Linked DNA regions of Mus musculus: region 2 is linked to region 1. A link is a contact called in public HiChIP or PLAC-seq data. All regions are on one chromosome and are shown on one strand. Each heading gives the region's core, a stretch centred on a gene start, on an enhancer-like site or on the middle of the called end of the contact. The rest is flanking DNA. Distances are from core to core; before and after follow the strand shown.

Evidence for each region. HiChIP or PLAC-seq counts read pairs in DNA pulled down with a chosen protein or histone mark.
Region 2: a contact with region 1 is called in a FOXA1 HiChIP or PLAC-seq map of pancreatic cancer cells. The contact joins two enhancer-like sites. A contact is called at or near these places in 1 of 484 Hi-C or Micro-C datasets (muscle stem cells), 1 of 115 datasets of contacts at active chromatin or transcription factors (pancreatic cancer cells) and 2 of 9 other capture datasets (adipose tissue and liver).

Annotation. Positions count from the first base shown.
Region 1 is chr8:23,041,859-23,047,613 of GRCm38.p6, reverse strand. The region is part of intron 1 of Ank1 (ankyrin 1, erythroid); the gene reads right to left. Among named protein-coding and RNA genes, the nearest start is that of Gm51563, 7.7 kb to the right of the region's middle. Within about 2 kb of position 3,298, at least 13 of the 459 cell types and tissues checked have an H3K27ac peak or open chromatin away from gene starts, as enhancers often do. A contact at or near this core is called in pancreatic cancer cells, where this site is marked.
Region 2 is chr8:23,195,838-23,201,592 of GRCm38.p6, reverse strand. The region is part of intron 1 of Gpat4 (glycerol-3-phosphate acyltransferase 4); the gene reads left to right. Among named protein-coding and RNA genes, the nearest start is that of Gpat4, 9.7 kb to the left of the region's middle. Within about 2 kb of position 3,047, at least 50 of the 459 cell types and tissues checked have an H3K27ac peak or open chromatin away from gene starts, as enhancers often do. A contact at or near this core is called in pancreatic cancer cells, where this site is marked.

The DNA.
Region 1 (5,755 bases), core at 2,049-4,548:
AGTCCACTCTCCTCCCAACAGATGCTCAAGTTGTGCAACAAGTCGCTGGGCCATACCATCCTCAATTTCCACCTCCAAAAATCGAGATCTCATGTCCTAGTGGGACCATTATGTAGAATTGACTCAACCCTGTATCCAGCAAGCATGTCCATTGAATATCCGTGACCCCACCCGAGACCTAGGTAGTCTATAATTTTGGGAGGGATGGAGGAGAACCATCTCAGGTGAACTTGTCTACACATTTAGCTGGAAGATCTATTACATCAAGTTTTTTTTAATATCATCTTATCCTCTAATCACCTACACAAATCTGAGTAGCCAAAACACAAATCTAGATCCCAAAGTAAAGAATTCTACCATCTTCAGCTTTTAAAATTTGGTGTTTCATTGTCTTGATCATTAGACCCCAGCTAATTAAAAACAAAACAAAAGCTATGCAGGTCTCTATCTTTACCTGTACCAAAGTAGTCCAGGCATTTCTAAAATATCCACACTGGGAAGCCATCTTTTCTCATCTCGAGTTCATTTCACCTGACTGAAAGATTCCCCCATGTCCACAGAGAGCTATTAAACCATCCATGTGTGAACTACTGAAGCCCTGCTGGCTCAGGAAGAGAAAGAAATAAGACTTTTACTAAGCCAGTTCTCCACAGAGGCAACTGCACACAGTAAGCATTGTTAGTCGGGCCATCCTGCCAGAGCTCTAGAGTTGTCTAGCCGGCAATGAACAGAAGGGGGAATGCTATGAACGTCAGTTGGGACCCACCCTCTCTCCCATGTATTGACAGTCTGGAAGCATATACCTTCCAGGGAGTAATCGCATGGTTGGAAAGTGCTCTCTCTTCCCAGAGTTGGAATCTACTCTGGCTATACTCTGGGCACACCACAGCTGAGCCTGTTCCTACTGAGACAGCATAGGGAGAGAGACTTTTCAGCCGTGTGAATCTTTTCTTCTCTCCGTGATCCTTCATAACCTTTCCCTGCATGGTTCCAGACTCTTCCCTGGCCAACTACCTGCTTGCATTCCTGCCTCTGAGACTATAGCCTTCTGTGATGGGGCCTGAAGACCACTCTGAGGCTGTGCTTCCCAAAAATATGCTCCCAGGAACACCCGCATCGACACCCACTCTGACCCAGGAGGAGGCATGCTGGAAGAGTAGCTGCAGAAACCCATGAGTTGGCTGAGCATTCTAGCCCTTCACTGGAGTCCAAAAACCATCACACCAGTGTTTCCTGATAGTGCACTCCTGCAAGCTACTCCTACTTCCTTGTTCACCCAAATTCTACTCATACTCCCAGTCTACCTGGTCCCAGAGAGCCAACAGAATAAAAAAAAATATTCCACAGTCTCCTTCATTTAGAAATGCCTTGGTTAAAGCAGAGCATCCTTACAATAAATCCCATAAGGCATTGTACATATGATTTTAATTTCTTCCTTCTGTGAGGTCCAAGGTACAGTTCCGTACCACCACAGTCCTTTTACAGGATAGATATCTGTCCCTGAGCTCACTGGCAAGGAGGAAAGGTGGGAGAAAATGATAAATCATTTCCAGGTACTTTTAGTGAATGATCAGAATCTCTATACAGCAGAAGCATTCTCTGTGCCTCCCCCACCTCTTTGTGTCTAACACTCATATGCACGTGGGAACCAACCACTTAGAGGGGCCCCGTGGTGACACTTGAGCAGATTGAGTAAGCTCACCGCAATACGGCTGCTTTGAACGTCTGTGTGCTTGTGGAGGAGTTTGGGGTTTGAGTTTTGGAAGTAGAGATAACTTCTCTACTCAGTGGCCCCAATAAAGATTTTTGGAAGGAACAGGAAAGGAGTTGACATAAAGGTCCTAAAGGCAGCTACCTTCATCCTACGTAGGGTCACAACTCCCACCCTCGGAGCCAGTACCCAGTGTTCCAACTCCTTGGAGTCACAGTGGGAAGCCACCACATGGAGGACGATCCTTGGCCAGCCCTGGCTGGCCTGCTTTTCTGGCAGTATGACCAGGAAAACTGAGTGGGATATTGGGGAAGAAGCCAAGCCCAGGGACCCCATTACAAGGGGCATTCAGCCTTGATTAAATGAGCCATAGTTCTGTGCCTCCGAGTCCTTATCTGTCAAATGCCATGATTTGTGTGGTCATATCTGTGTGGGCATAAACCACAGGCTGCCCAAGGACCAGGGGAGCCTTTTCCACTCTCACTTTGCCTTCACAAACTCAGCGTCCTTTCTGATGGATGCTTCCTGACCTCTGTCCTTCACCCCTTCTTCTCTGGAGTCCTCACCTCCCCACCTTTGAACTTCCATCTGCTGACCTCCATGCAGGTAGGTCTAGGCCATCCCCTACCCACAGCCAGAATCCTATCCTAAGTTTTTCTCTCATTAAAAAAAATATTAAATATATTCATTTGTTTGTTTAACCGTTGTAAGGATCTATGAGGGTGGCAGACATGTGTGTCAATGGTGCACATGTAGAGGCCAGAGAACAGCTTGTGTGAGTCAACGCTCTCCTTCTACCATGTAGGCTCCGGGGATCAGACTCACGTCATCAGGTCTGGTGGAAACCACCGTTTTATCTGGTCAGCCCCCTTTCCTCCCAGTTTTTGACACAATGCAATTACGAATCCTGGACTAACCTTAAACTTTTAGCAGTCCTCCTGCATCAGCCTCCAGAGTGTTGGGGTGACAGCATTGCTATAACTATCATAAGATCTGGCTTTCTGTTTGCCGGGGACCCTCTATTGCTCACTGTTGCTCTGACATCATTCAAACCCCCGGAAGAGCCAGGTTAGGGCCCTTGTGGGTCCCATGCTTCCTTTAAGCTCTTCTTTCTGGGCTTTGAGCTGCTCTGACATGCTAGGATTCAGAGTCTTGCTCCTTTAGTTCCCCTTCCCCTCACTCTCCAGTGCCAACATCAAATCTGCCCTTACAGCCAATTCGGGGCAACTCTCTTCTCTGACTTCCCACAGCTTCCACACACCCCCCCCCTTGCAAAAATCCCCTCTTCTGAAACTCCCAAGATGGCCGCATCTGATCTCTGGACCTCTGCCTTTGGGTGGCTGCCTTAGCTCTACTGGAAGCTCTCTATGTTTTGGGAGCCTCCATTGCAGGCCACTTCAAAGCTGCTGTACCTCTCCATGGGCCTTCTCTATCCCAGAATGCTTGAAAATTGCTTATCAGTCAGAAAAGGCCACTGAGGACTTCGAGTGAGGAACGGGGCCAAGGACTCGGGGCTGTTATGGAAGCCTGGGTGAGTGTCAGGAAGGGAAATCCAAGGAAATCCCTGCGTGCTGCCCCGGAGCCCTGAATGGACTGCGTGGAAAGGAAGCTTACTAAAATGGGGTGTTCTGAAGGCAGGCCTTCCACCCCCACCTACATCAGCTGTCAGTAATGGCTGGGAGCCCAGTGCTGTTAAACAAACAAACAAACAAACAATTATCTCCAATAAACAAAGCCAAGACATGAGCCACAACTTAAGGCTCGCCCAGGCACTGCTCACTGTGCAAACATCCTGTCTATTAAAATGCTGGTGACCAAGTTCCTGGTGCCCAAACCTCAAATGAGTGAAGCAGAGAGCAGGACTCAGCTCTATTGGCTTAAATCCTCAAGTCCCCACTAAATGTCACCCCGTGCCTGACACACCCAGTGCAATCTGCTAACACGGCTCAGTGCCTAACACCGGGTACTGCCGTGGGAGTCAGTGGCAGGTGCCCAGGTCTATGCTTCATGTGCAAAAAACCCAAGAACACTGAAAGTGAAGTGAGTGTTCAAAACTGAAGCAAACAATCCCAATGGATAGTGGAAATCCAGCCTCTATCCTCCATTCTTCACCCCATCAGGGCCGCTTTCACAAAACCGGACAAAGACTGGAGCCCTGGCAGAAGGCTAGCTTTATGGGAGTGTCCACACAGAATTAAAGCGGCACAGGGCAAGCTTTCCTTAATGAATCGACACATTTTTCAAACTCTCCATCTACATGCATGCAGAGAGGTCTTTCAGTTTAAAAACTGCAAGTATTGATTTAGCGCAAGAGATCCTGAACAGGAAGGAACCTGCTGCTGGGCGGCGCCAGAAGGGACCAGAGGTGGACAAGCAGTTATACCAGCAAAAGAAGCGAGGTTGTAGACAGTAAGTCCCATGCTGAGGGAATGAGTATTGTTTAAGGACAACAGCCATGTCACAGAGACACCTTGACACTTTGGGAGTGGCAAAGACTTCCTTGGGTGTGGCTCAGATGGATGGAAAAGCCGTCCTGGAGTCCTAGTGTAAATGCTGATAGTCTGTGCAGAAAAAGACCACCGTACCCCCACCCCCATGTGTACAGTCTGAAGACTACTGCCCTGTAGAAGCGGTTCTTACTGAGATCAAACAAACCAGCCTCCTGGCTCAGCTGTGTATAGCAACTCTGCCTCTTGGTTTGCTGTATATTACAACCCTGCCTCCTGGTTCTGCTGTGTGTAACAATCCTGCCCCCTTGTTGAGCTGTTTATAACCACTCTCCTCCTGGTTCAGCTGTATATGACAACCCTGCCTCCTGGTTTAGCTGTATGCAATAGCCGGTCTTCCTGTTCAACTGTATGTAATAAAATGCACTGTTGTTTGGGGGACCCACAGCCCAGATCACATGATCATGCTTAGCTGTGCATCCACGTTTGTCTTTTTCTCATTGTCGCTCCATCCCTGGTCAGGGTTCCAGGACCTGAGCCATGCAAAGACATAGCACAGGTTGAAGGCGCAGCTGGCCTAGTTTGTTGCAGTCAAGCCTAGTTTGTTGGTGATTCTGTTGAAAGCTTAAGGGAGCTGGACTGCCAGCTCCGAGCTAACTGATAACCCTGCATGGCAATTTGCTCACATTTGACAATGAAAAGACCAACGGCCATTGTTTCTCCCATTCTGTGCCTCTTCGGGTCCAGCTCAGAAGGTAGCCTGGCAATACTGACTGTGATGTGTTTAACCCCAGCCCCTAAACTGACTATGTAATAAGGAACCTGGAATACGTGACACAACATTGATGTCTGGGAAGAGAACTTGCATTAGTGTATGGAATCCAACAGAACCTAGCATCAGACATCCATGAGAGACAGGCATCTCCCAAGCATCAGCCGCAGCACAGCTTGTCTAGTTAAGGCTGAGCTGAAGGAGGCAGACAGATAAAGGGTAACCCAGAAAAGGTTACACAACACACCCACCAGCATGTCCTCTCTTGCTCGTCTGCCCAGCGACGGGGACCTTTCTACAGTGCTCCTGCCCATGCGTGTCACCATAACCCCAGACTCTGTCAGCGTAGCATCCCAGGTAGCCTCCATGCAATGGGCCAGCACCAACTCCTGGCAGCAAGATTCATTTTTCTATCCCTGCTTTGTTGAATCAGCAATTCATACCAAACCCAATGCCCTTGGGTATAGGCCTGAAGGACTGCCTAGCCTTACCAGTCTTGATGACAGAGTCAAGGTCATTTCCCCTCCTGCTTCTCTGATTGCCATTTACCAGGAGATGTTGAATCCATTGATCAGAGACTACAGATGAGCAAGAATATGAAAGAACTGCAGAGCCTGGGGCTTCCTATTTCTTGCTGTTGACATACTGATGTAAACACAGACACAAGTGAGTTCCACTAGCATTAAGTCACACTCAGACCTAAGCCCTCTCTCCTACTGTGCCTCAAAAAAAAAAAAAATCAAGCTGTGGGATGGTCCCAGACCCAAGGCCCTCGTGCGAGCAGAGAGCCAGCATTCACCTTATCCCATTACCCTCCCTGTCTGT
Region 2 (5,755 bases), core at 1,798-4,297, 150 kb before region 1:
TCCAGGGTCCTGGGCACTCCTAGACTCACAAGCTGTGTTAATTTTTGAAACAAAATCTTTATAGTTTAGGCTGTCCTGAGACTCACCATTATAGTCCAGGCTGGCTTCAAACCCATGAACCCCTGGTTCAACCTCTTAAGTGTTGAGATTTCAGCTCTGGGCCACTGTTCCCAGCTTTTTGTTTTTTTGAATTGGACTTGAACAAAACAGAAACCATCACATTATAGTTGGACAGGTTGTAGCAGTCCCAAACATGACAAACATGGCACCAATAGTTTTTGCCTTGCCCTTCTCTTCTATTCTTTTGCTAACCCATCAGATTACATTCTAAAGCTAGCTAGTCACCAAGGTCTATTTCCTATTTGGCTACTTCCTCCTCCTAAGGCTGACTTCCAAGGCCCAGCTATCAAAGTATTGACATCCAGCATCAAACCCATCCCCCCTTTGGCTGTCTTAACATGCCCAATCAAAATCAACCAACTCATCCTAACACAAGGTCCCCCACTTTCCTATGAACTGCCATTTGCCTATGGGCCCTGCCGGTCTTCTCTCTATTCAGAGGTAGTCCTTGGTTCCCCTGGGACAAATAATCTATTCCCCTTCTTCCTTGTCCTCTATTTCCTGTCTTTGTCTCTTATTCCCTGTCCTTTGTCCCTTTGGGGGAAATCTTTATGCTGAGAACTTTGTCTCAGGGTGTCTTGTGATGACTTTGAGGTCCTTCATGTTTCGTCAAACAACTTTTCTAAATTATATTGAATCTTGTTTTTCCACTAGGGGTACAAGGAGTTGCAATTATACATCCCATCCTTGATAGTGCTGTCTTTTTCGTTTTAAACATGCTCATGAATGTAAAATAGGCTCTAATAATTGGAATTTGCATTTCCTTGGCATAATGCGGAACACCTTTCATGATTGTTTGCCACTCATCTGTCCTCTCTAGGCGGCTAAGTGTTATCCCCATTAATTATGCTTTCATTGAATTTGTTAGTGACATCTAAAATATGTATTAAATGTGTGTGTGTGTGTGTGTGTGTGTGTGTGTGTGTGTGCGCGCGTGCGCACATGCAGGAGCTTCTTTCTGTTGTGTGGTATGAGGGTGGAAGTTGGTACAACTTGTCAGTTTTCATGTTTCTTAAGACAGGGTCTCACTATGTAGCTCTGATGTCCTGGAACTTACTTTGTAGACCAGGCTGCCCTAAGAGACATAGGGAGCTGTCATCTGCTTCTCCCTTGTGTTTCATCCAGTATTAAAGATGTGCATCAACATTCCCATCTGGTCCTCTCTTTCTATTATGTCATTCCTAGGAAACGAACTCAGGTCATTAGGCTTAGTGACAAGCATCTTTATTCCCTGTGCCATCTTGCAGGCTCTGTTACTGGCCTTAGAACAACAACAGAAACACCCTTTGCACAAGGATTCAGCAGCCTCACTTAAAACATGGAGTCACTGTTACTCAACTGCTTTGTTGCTGTGTTGCTGATTTGAGCGTAGGCTCTTGGGGCTTTCACAGCAAGTGCCCTTACTAAGCCATCTCACTAGGGCCCACATTGTCCCTTTTTACATTTTAAGATTTATTTTTGTGTATGTGAGTTTTGCTTATGTATATGTAAGGGCATTATGCATCCAGGGTGCCATTTGAGACCTAAGATATTGGACCCCCCCCCCCCAACTAGAGTTATAACAATGTATAAACTGAATAGACCATGTGGGTGCTAGGAACCAAATCCTCCTCTGCAAGAGGAGCTAGTGCTCTGGACCATTGAGCCATTTCTCCTGTCCCTTCCTCTTTCTTTCTCCCTCTCCCTCTCCCTCTCCCTCTCCCTCTCCCTCTCCCTCTCCCTCTCCCTCTCCCTCTCCCTCCCCCCTCTCTCTCTCCCTCCCCCCCTCCCCCCTCTCCCTCTCCCTCCCCCCCTCCCCCTCTCCCCCTCCCCCCCTCTCCCTCCCTCCCTTCCTCCCTTCCTGATTTTTAAAAAATGTGTGTGTTATCTATAGTATGTATGCACAATGTACATGTGATACATGCAAAATCCAGATAAGGGCATCTGGTACCAAGAAGCAAGGGTTACAGATATTTGTCAACAACCATACAAATGCCAAAAATCAGTCCGGGGTCCTTTACAAAAGCAGTGTTCTTCAATGCTCTTCACTGCTGAGCCATCTCTCCAGCCTACATACTGTCTTGTCTTTTCCTTTTTTTTTTTTTTTTTAAGATTTATTTATTTTTATTTATAAGTACACTGTAGTTGTCTTCAGACACATACCAGAAAAGTGCATCAGATTCTATTACAGATGGTTGTGAGCCACTATGTGGTTGCTGGGAATTGAACCCAGGACCTCTGGAAGAGCAGTATAGTGCTCTTAATGGCTGAGCCATCTCTCCAGCCCCTATACTGTCTTTTCTTAAGTGGATGAGAAACAAAGCAGTTCAGTCCAGAACAGTGGCTCCTCTTGTTTTTTCCCTCGCTTCAAGAGACTTTTCTGTTGTTTGGAGTAGACTAGGTGTACCATGTTACTTATTAGCCAGTGCTAACCCTAGAGAGTTCAGAATGGGGGAGGGGCGGTGGGATGGGACTGGGACAGATAGACAGATAGACAGGACAAAGCTCTCATCTCAGCCCAGCTTCACTCTCCTTCCTAGTGAGCCGAGTCATCCTTTGCCTGTTGTAAACGGACTCTACCTTAGATGGTTTATCTTACCCAGAGCTGAGCTGACTTTGAGTGTATGAACTTGTGATTTTCTGCAGTCCCTTTAACTTCGTCTCAGTGCTGCTCTGTATTTTGGGAAACATAACTTCCTACTGACCTGCAGCATCCCATTCAAGCTGTTATTTCTGTTTCACTACTGATAACAATTAAAGTGAAATCAGCCCAGCCTTGCCTGGAAGCTATGTTTGCTGTCACATCAGAAGTGGGCATTGGATAGATGACATTTAATCCACCCAAAAGCAAATGTGAAAGTTATCCCAGGAGCAGGAAGACCTAAGACCTCTAGCCGTGGGATTAGATCTGATGTATCGTGCTGCTTCTGTTCTGTGGTTTATCTTAGTTAATAGTTAACTCTTAGAGCTCATAAAATGCAGAAGTTGGACTGGATTCCCAGTGGTTAACTCATAACATTGTGGCTTGTCACCAGCTAGTTGCCTCCAGCTTTGCAGTGATAACTGATATTTATACTTTGAATTTATCAAGCATTTGTTGATAAGAACTGATGGCTTGATCTGGTTGATTAGTACTGTTGGCAGAGATTTGAGGAACATGCTTCACAATTTTAAATAAGAGACCAGTAGACAAAAACTCCACAGTCCACTTACTTCACTTAATAGATTGATTGACCTCTGATTCCATCCATGTTGCTGTAAATGAGAACTGCACTTTTATGGCTAAATAAACCCTATCACGTATATATACTGTCCATATTTTGTTTGCTCACTCATCTACTGAAGGGAGCTGAGTTGATTCCTTATTTTATTATTTGGGTACATACTAGGACATGTTGTAGCTATTGTGAATAGTGCTGCAGTAACATGTATCTTTGGTGCAATGGTTTCCTCTCTTAGGTAGGTGGTGGAGTTGCTGGGTCATATTGAAGTTCCATTTTTAGTGCTTTGAGCGCTCTATACTGATTTTCCACAGTGGATATTCCCTTTTCTCATGCTGGCCTGGATTTTTGTCTTTATAATGATAGCCAGATTTTACATTTTTGAGCAGACTTTTCCATCAGTAGGTATTGCAAATAGAAGCTGAAAGAGATTGAAGTAATTGACCCAAATCCCATTCACACTAATAAGGAAGTAAGCCGGGATTCAAACCTTAGGGTGTCTCTTCTGAGTGAACTGAAATGTACCTACTGAAAATATGAATGCAGAATGCAGTTTTAAAGACGCAGAAGGATAAGCAGTGGTGTTAATTTTGTAGGTAACTAATCCAACAACAGAGATACTCTATGCAAATAGCTGTAGACATGGTGTATTTTTTTCATTTCCTTCCTCATAATTGGTATTTATTGTAGGCATTATTCTGCTTCCAACTGGGAGGTTGTATTTTTGAGACTGGGTTGGGCTATGTATGTAGCCCACACTGGTTTAAAATTGCAATCCTCCTGATTCTGCCTCCTTAGTGTTAGGCTTGCAAGCGTGAGCCATCATATCCTGCTAAAACATTGGGTTTTTATCATTATGTATGTAGATGCACTTCCCCTAAGGTGCTGTTCTTTCTGTGTGTTGGGAAGTAGAAAGTTTCTGAGGCATAGCTAAGGAGGTGTTCTGCTATGAGCTAGCTCGCTCGCTCGCTCTCTCCCCCCTCCTTCCTCCCCCTTCCCCCTCCCCCCCTCTCTTTCTCTCTCTCTCTCTCTTACACGCACACACATATGCACATGCACACACAAATCTTTATCTGTATGTTTCTATGTGAGTGTATGCACACATTTGTGCAGCCCACAGAAGCCAGAAGAGGGTATCAGGTGTCCTCTCACTCTCTCTTTCTTTGAGACAGTCTCACCCTAAACCTGTTGTTTGTTTGGTAGGTTTTTGTTTTTGTTTTGTTTGTTTGTTTTGGGAGGATTGGGGGGTTTGCTTGTTTGTTTGTTTGGTTAGTTGGTTGGATTTTTGGTGGGGGGGGAGGTTAGCTTGTCTGGAAGCCAGCAATCCCTAATGATCCACCTGCTTTCAGAGCTAGGGATACAGCTGTGCTCTGGATACAGGCTTGTGTATGTGCTGGGATGCGAATGCTGGTCTTCATACTTGCACAGCAAGCTCCTTTAACCACTGAGCCATTTTTTACAGCTTATCTTGGTTTTTAAAAAGATAGTGTGCTATTGTGTCTTCTGCTGATGAGGCTTGGCTTTTTTGCTTTTTTTTTTTTTCCTTTTAGATATTTAAAGTACAGCTGTACCTAATTCCTTTTGTAGATGTATTAGTATAAGGTTTTCAGCTTCAGCCTTATGGATATTTAGACAAGGTGATTCTTTGTTGTGGGGAAATCTTGTGTCTGACATATTTAGTAGCATCCCAGCTTCATGCAACCAGGTGCTAGTAGTATCCCTGTTCTGAGTTATGACAACCAAACATAGCTGCAGTGTTAAATGCTCTCAAGGGGTATAAAAATCTCAGCCCTGGTTGAGAACTATTGCTTTCATTTATTCTTAGTAGACTCTTCTGTAAGTAGTATTGCTGGATTTAAGGTACCACATTTAAGCTTTATGACAATTGCTAAGTTACTCTTCAAAGAAATCATATCATGTTAACTCTTTAACCAGTGACATTTGAGGGTATTTTATAGTTTTTGTTAACACAGTGGTTTGGTAAAATTTACCATAGTGCTGTTGGTTGGTTGGTTGGTTTGGGTTGGTTGGTTGGGTTGGGTTGGGTTGGGTTGGGTTGGGATTGTGGTTTGGGTTGGTTTGGTTTGGGTTTCTGAGACACTGTCATGTTTTCTAGGCTTTTCTCAAACTTATTATTTAATTGAACTTCCATCCTCTTGCCTCAGCCTCCTGAGTGCTGGGACCACATGCATGGGCTACCACACCTGGCTTACCATAGAAGTTCAAATCACATTTGTTGTTGTTGTTGTTGTTGTTTTATACTTATCTTTTTTTCTTCTCTTGAAATGCAGTACTTGCTGCTTACTGGTGTGATGTATTTTTTATTTTCTTTTTTCTTTCTTTTTCTTTTTTGCTTGGATTTTGTGTCCCATGAAATACCTTTACCTCTAAGGTTACTTTTGATGTCCACACTCGAGATAAAGTTGAGCTTTCTT